Regions from separate parts of the Zea mays genome. Here region 2 is linked to region 1. The links are chromatin contacts, called in public Hi-C maps. All regions are on one chromosome and are shown on one strand. The core of a region is the stretch at or near the end of the contact, and the rest is flanking DNA. Distances in the headings are between cores, read along the strand shown. Region 1 holds the start of LOC100382392 (cold shock protein-1). Region 2 has its middle 24 kb from the start of LOC100277063.

What was found. Hi-C and Micro-C count contacts between places; a contact is called where the count stands out from the background.
Region 2: a Hi-C map of leaf shows a contact between it and region 1, with 7 times the contacts expected there. The contact joins the enhancer-like site here to the promoter of LOC100382392 in region 1. A contact is called at or near these places in 7 of 25 Hi-C or Micro-C datasets (bundle sheath, leaf, root tip and 1 more).

The regions. Positions count from the first base shown.
Region 1 is chr1:183,815,012-183,818,304 of Zm-B73-REFERENCE-NAM-5.0, forward strand. It overlaps LOC100382392 (cold shock protein-1), which reads right to left and starts at 1,873. Exons shown (of 1, transcript NM_001175137.1): 1 at 926-1,873. The coding sequence starts at 1,537. The coding sequence ends at 1,067. It overlaps TRNAA-UGC (transfer RNA alanine (anticodon UGC)), which reads right to left and starts at 559; the gene lies at 487-559.
Region 2 is chr1:183,933,365-183,936,713 of Zm-B73-REFERENCE-NAM-5.0, forward strand. No RefSeq gene overlaps it. Among protein-coding and RNA genes, the nearest start is that of LOC100277063, 24 kb to the right of the region's middle. Within about 2 kb of position 1,322, at least 16 of the 20 cell types and tissues checked have an H3K27ac peak or open chromatin away from gene starts, as enhancers often do. A contact at or near this core is called in bundle sheath, leaf and tassel, where this site is marked.

The sequences.
Region 1 (3,293 bases), core at 623-3,122:
TCAGCTGTGAATCGTCTCTATTAACATCATAGTGACTGATGCTTAGATCAGCATCAACTGTTTTGCATCGCATGAGCCGGAATAGCCGGTCAAACACGCTGTTGCTGGCATGCTCGATTCAAGATTCCGAGTGCTACACACACGGAATTGAATGCGACGATGATTCAATTCAAAGGCGTTGACTGGCCCGGCCGACACATCCATCACGCTGTTCGACTTCGGTTCTGCATGACTGCATGCCAGACCACAGATTCAGTTACAGTGCCAGATACCACACATGTTATACTTATTACTGTATGTATATAAAAAGGTAAAAAAAACCAGTAGGGAAAATATAATCAATATGAAAGAATGGGGGAGACTTACTAACTGCATAAGAAAAATGAAAAGGGAAAATTTAACAACAGTACACTGTTGGTATAATCAACAGGAAAAGAATGAAAAAAAACATAATAACTGCATGGGGAAAATAAAAAAAAAACTAGTTGGAGATGCGGGGGATCGAACCCCGTGCCTCTTGCATGCAAAGCGAGTGCTCTACCATTTGAGCTACATCCCCATGCTGCTTTTTCCGTTGTGTTCATAATATATAACGTCTGGTCAATGGTTGCGCCAATGAATCAATGGTGTACGCAGCGTGACTGCGTGAGTAACTGTGTGAGCGAGCCTTTTCCGGCTCCAGGTGGCTTACATTACAGGAGCTTCAGCTGGAAATGCAATGATTCCATCTCCATCAGATTGCGTGCAAAATTCGTTATATGTAATAGCTGATGAAGCACACTGCATGCATGGCCGACATCGATCATGCGTGGCGTGATCCAACGCCTTATTCATTAATTAATGAACCAGCAGCAGCAGCAGTTCATCGTAATTCATAGTTCCTCTGAAATTAACCAGCTGGTACTGCAAGAGCAAGGGGCCGATTACTATTGTATACTGTATATATATATATATATATATATATATATAGTACAAGCGCACACACACTGTATGTAGTAGTATATATCGTCATCGATCGAGTGGAGAGCCATGAGCAGATAGCTAGTTAGCTCTACCCGTCGATCCATCAGCAGGTGGCGGTGCACTTGTCCTTGCAGTCGACGGTGCAGGACCCGCCGCCGCCTCCGGCTCCGTATCCGCTGCCGGAGCGGCTGTAGGACCAGAAGCAGCGCTTGGGGCACGCCACCTTCTTGCCGTAGCAGGGCCCCTTGTCCTGGCACATCACCGTCGGCGCTTCCACGCCGCCGTGTGCGTACCCGCCACCGCCGCCGGAGCCCGCGCCCCACCCGCCGGCGCCAGAGACGCCTGCAGGTCCGTAGCCCGCCGGGACGGCGCCGTAGCCGCCATGGTAGGAGTAGTAGTTAGGCTCGGGAGGGTTGTTGTTGTCGTTGTTTCGGCCAGCGGCGGGCGCCGCGACCGCGACCGCGAGCGGGTTGGCTGCGTCGAGGTCGCGCGCGGCGGAGGCCACGGAGAAGAAGCCGGCCGCCGAGAGCATGAGCATCGCGAGGAGGTGCGGGGCGTGGTGACGCGCGGCCATGGCTATGACGACGGTGATGATGATGATGATGAAACGAAGCCTGTGGAGTGAGTTGAGTGCCGATGGCCGTGTCACTGTGCGATGGCGACGCCAAGCAGCAAGAGAGTGTCAGTAATCAGTAGTCTCTCCGGCACCGCATATATTTACATGCACCGGGCCCGGCCCGGGGCTGGACTGCTGGAGGTTGTCACCAGCTCCAGCTGAGCTGACCAGCAACATCATCCAGACTGGTTGTGCTGATCATGCATTGGTTACAGCTACCTACTACTACGAGTACATGCATATACAGTAACAGGATCATGTTCCATGCCATGCTCGCTAGCTCCACCATTCCACACTACATACTGTCTAGCTATCTACACGTACAAAAGTCCACCATTCCACTATATATATACAGGAACAGGAAACAAACAAAGGAAAAAGAAAAACACGAACAAAATTCCATATTTCTATTATGCGTACTGTAGTCTGTAGGCGACGTGTGAGCGTGACCATTACCTGACCCAGAGCTGGAAACACAAAAGGGGTTTGGAAGCTGTCCTGTCGCCGGCCGGCCGGCCATTTTACACGTTTGCGTGGACGACTTCCGTGGATCGATGCTTGCTTTGTTGTGCAGCAGCACGGTGGCCACTGCTTTACAGACTACAGAATGAAGCATGTGGCCCTTCTATTCATTCCTCGATGATGCCCTGCCCACCCTGTTCTGTTCATGAGCACATGCATGGACGCGGACACTCGTGCGCGCAGGAGCCACGGAAGCCGCAGTTGGGTGCAGCCGTGCAGTGCAGGTGGGCCGACGTTGAGGAGCCCGCGGCACTACTATGGTCATCACTCCACTCGCTAATAATTAAATTAAACTTGCCGCCAAAAAAGAAGAAAAAAAATGATTCGTTTCTTTTTCATCTTTTTATAGGCAATGGCGCGGTGTCGTAGCGAATCACTCACTCGCAGGAGCCATCAGATCACTCCACACCTCACTATAGTTAGTAGTATAGCCAGCAAGCTGCTGCAAACCAGACTACCAGACCATGTCAACACTCGCCGCCGCCGCCTCCTCCTCCTCCTCCTCCTCCTCCTCCGCCACCTCCTCGCCGCGGTGCGTCCCCTTCGCTTTCCGCCGCGGCGCCGCGAGGAGGCGTCTGCCGGCCCCAGGCGCAGGCGGCTGCGGCAGGCCGCTGTGCCGCCCCGCCGAGGCCCTCGGCGGGGGCATCCAGAGCGCCTTCTTTGCGTCCCTGGACCGCTGCTCGTGCGTCGAGATCCGCACCAAATCGTTCAAGGAACCGGAGCCGGACGCCGTGCCCCTTGTGCCGCCGCCGCCGCCCCACGACGACAGCAGCAGCGCCGCCGCCGCGGGAAGTGGATGGAGGAGGAGCGGGTCCGCCGCCGGCAAGCCGCGCCGTGGGCTCGGCTGCTGCACGCCCACTACAGACACCTAATCGTGCATGCATGCATCGTCGTCCTCGCTCGTCAAGTTAAACATATATCTTGTCTTAATTAGAGTATACGCGTGCAGTGTGTTGTTGTTAAGTAGGTTCGTGCTCAATCCGCGGTCATCAGTCTGTAATGTAACCCGAGCTAGCTAGCAGCTAACTAGCTGCTGGGCGTGTTGCGTCCATTTCTCCATAATTAACAAACAAACTAAGGACTGATTTGGTGATCGGGGATCCCTAGGGGAAGAAAACCACTTGCTATTCAAAATTGAATTGGAAGGGGATTCCTCCCCGGTGGATCCCCTCGGGATCCCTAATCACCAAAT
Region 2 (3,349 bases), core at 72-2,571, 120 kb after region 1:
CACGTTACAGGGGGGTACATCATTACCCTACCCCTAGCTAGCTCAGGCTACGGGGAACAAGACCGGCATCCCATCTGGCTCGCCCCGGTAAACAAGTAATGATGGCACCCCGCGTGCTCCCATGACGACGGCGGTTCTCAGCCCCCTACGGAAGCAAGGAGATGTCAACAAGGTCCCGACAGCCCCCGACAGTTGTGCTTCTACAGGGCTCAAGCGCTCCTCCGACGGCCACGACATCACATGCACATGGCACTAACACCTCTCCGACAGCCACGTTGGCATGTAAATAGGGCTCTGGCTCCTCTATGCCGGACACGTTAGCATATTGTTACACCCCCCATTGTACACCTAGACCATCTCCTTACATCTATAAAAGGAAGGTCCAGGGCCCTCGTACGAAAAGGTGGCCGCGCGGGAGGACGGGCTGACGAACAGGCTCTCTCCCTCTCTCGCGAACGCTTGTAACCCCCTACTGCAAGCGCATCCGCCCTGGGCGTAGGACAACACGAAGCCGCGGTTCCCTTTTCCCCCCTTGTGTTCCGTCTCGCGCCGACCCATCTGGGTTGGGACACGTAGCGACAATTTACTCGACGGTCCAAGGACCCCCCGGGGTCGAAACGCCGACACCATGTGTCTTGAGAATGATGCACTAGCTGAGCATCTTCAAGAGATTAGTTAAATGGCTCGGCAAGCCAAATTTTGGCTACTCAATAGCAAAATAACTCTCGAACAGACTAGTCATCCAACTTGCCAAGCTATCCGGCTCTTCAAATTGGCTCCCTCTCTAGCCAAATTTGACTAGCCGCTGACTAGCCAAACTAAATAGAGAGTCTGTTGAAGTGAGATGCTACGTATAGAATGTAATCTTTATGAAGAGGTAAATAGAGTGTCATATAGAGAGTCGAAAATGGAGTGTCTCTTGGAGATGCTCTAATTAGTTTTTTTCACCTCTTCAAACACTAAACTCTTTATTTGACCAACCCTTATAAAAACCAAAATTCAATTTCTTTTTTTTTTGACTTTTCCTCCCCTGGTTTAATTTAGAGAACCTACCGCTACGGCCGGTTCATAGTATATAGCACTATGCCGCAAAGTTGTGTGCCCCACAACAGCCCACCTGTTGATGCGAAATAAAGCTGCCTTTTTTCCCAGTCAAAAACTATTATTAATTTATTTATTTAAAAAAAGAGAGAAAAAGAAAGATCGGTCTGCCCGGCACGGCACCCCGGCCGGCTATAAATAGAGGCTTCCATACAATTGTTCCCTCCCTTTTCCCTCTCCCGCCACTCGAGCCCCTCCGACACGCTGCTAATTACCATTCTGCCCCTGCCCTGCTTCCATGGCCCACCAGCAGCAGCAGTTCCCCACGCTGTCGGAGTGGGACCCCACCCTCGACCTCGAGGCTCTCCTCTCCGACATCGGCTTCGGCCTCCTCGGACCTGACGAACCCACCACACCCGCGTCGGCGTCGGCGTCGCCCACGGACGCGACCACCTCAGCCACGCCGCCGGAGCACGACGCGTCGGCGTCGCTGACGTCCGCGGGACCTGAAGCAGCCGCCGCCGACGAGAACGAGCTGGCGGAGCGGCGGCGGCGGCTCCGCCGCAGGATCTCGAACCGCGAGTCGGCGCGGCGGTCCCGCGCGCGCAAGCAGCGGCACCTGGAGGAGCTCCGCGGGCGCGCCGCCCGCCTGCGCGCCGGCAACCGCGACCTGGCCGCGCGGCTCGGCGGCGCGCAGGCCCGCGCCGCGCTCGCCCGCCTCGCCAACGCCCGCCTGCGCGCCGAGGCCGGCGCGCTCGCCCGCCGCCTCTACGCTGCCCGCCGCGCCCTGGCGCTGCGCCAGGTCTACGCCGCGTCCGGCGGCTCCTTCGACCTGCAGGTGCTCGCCTCGCTCATGGCGTAGCGGGCCGTAGCCCGCGCGGGCATCTCTGAGGAATGGAGAGAAGAACGTGCGGGTCTTGTTGACTTGACTGGGAAGGGAACGGACTGAATTTGAAACAGAACGAAAGCGCTATTAACCATGCGATCACGATCCAAGAGAATGCCAGCAGCAGCTGCAGGAGCAGGATATATAAATACAACAATATTCTTGTAGATATATAATATAAGCAATCAATTCGTTCCTGACGATTTTATATATATATATATATGCATGCAATGCAGCGAATTGAATTTGAACGATCCAAACTAGCCTAGTCTTGGAATGCTTTGCGCTGCCAAAATATACTCCACTAGTTTGGTACTTGTCACAGTTGACGCTGATATGACCTGACGTTATTAGTTGGCGACCGTCCGATCAGCGATATACGGTTGGCAGGCAGGCGTTAACTAGTGCGCCGTCGCCGTCGCCACGTTGGAAGCAAAGCATCGCTTCATATTAAAAGCCGCAGCTACAAAACAATCTATAGGTAAAAAAACACGGTTGAAATAGTAGAAATAGAAATTGATACGGACTTGTTCGAACCAGAAATGAGCAAGCGGACGGTCCGGTCCTGAGGCCGGACGGTCCGCGCGTGCGCAGAACAGATTAGGGTTCCGAGTTTTGTGCTACGGTTGTTAGCTATATTCGCGGAATTAGCTCGGAATCAGTTGTGTAAAGTGTCCAGCCCCCCTCCTCTATAAATAGAGAGGTCTACGGCCGATTTGTAATTATCAATCGAATCAATACAACTTCTATTTCGCATTTTATCCTAGGAGTAGTTCTAGTCTAGTTTAGGTTTAGCTATCCAATCCCCAAATTCTCCGCCTCTCCTCGACTCTACATCGATTAGAGTAGTCTAGGTCGGTCTACCCGAGCCTAGACAACTCCTAGGATCTCTCCTCCCCGACGGGGTCCCTCCCGGGAGCGAGATCCAGGCGCCGCCGGCGATCTTCCGCCGCCCCTGCGCACGCGCGGACCGTCCGGTCGTCAAGCAGGGAACCCGAGCTCCTGCACCAGGTCGCGGACCGTCCGGCCCTGTGCCGCGGACCGTCCGCGCCTGACTAGAGAGCACCGCCGCCTCGCGCTAGGTCGCGGACCGTCCGGCCCTGGGCCGCGGACCGTCCGCGCCTGACTAGAGAGCACCGCCGCTGGTTCTATTGAGTAATTGACGCCTCCAAAAAGGTGTCAACATACTTTTTGGCGACTCCGCTGGGGACAGCAAATATAGACGCATCAAATCGGCCCTCAATGGCCGGTTCAAGAGATAACTCTGATATTTCCCCAAGCAACATCATAGAGCCGACTTGGGAGACCTTGCCGGCTGACGAACAGCTCCAATTCGAGGAGCACAAGGAGCGTATGATCCAGGAGGCAAAAGCAAAATTCTTGGCCAACTTCAAAGTGGACAGGAACAACAAGGTCGTCCGA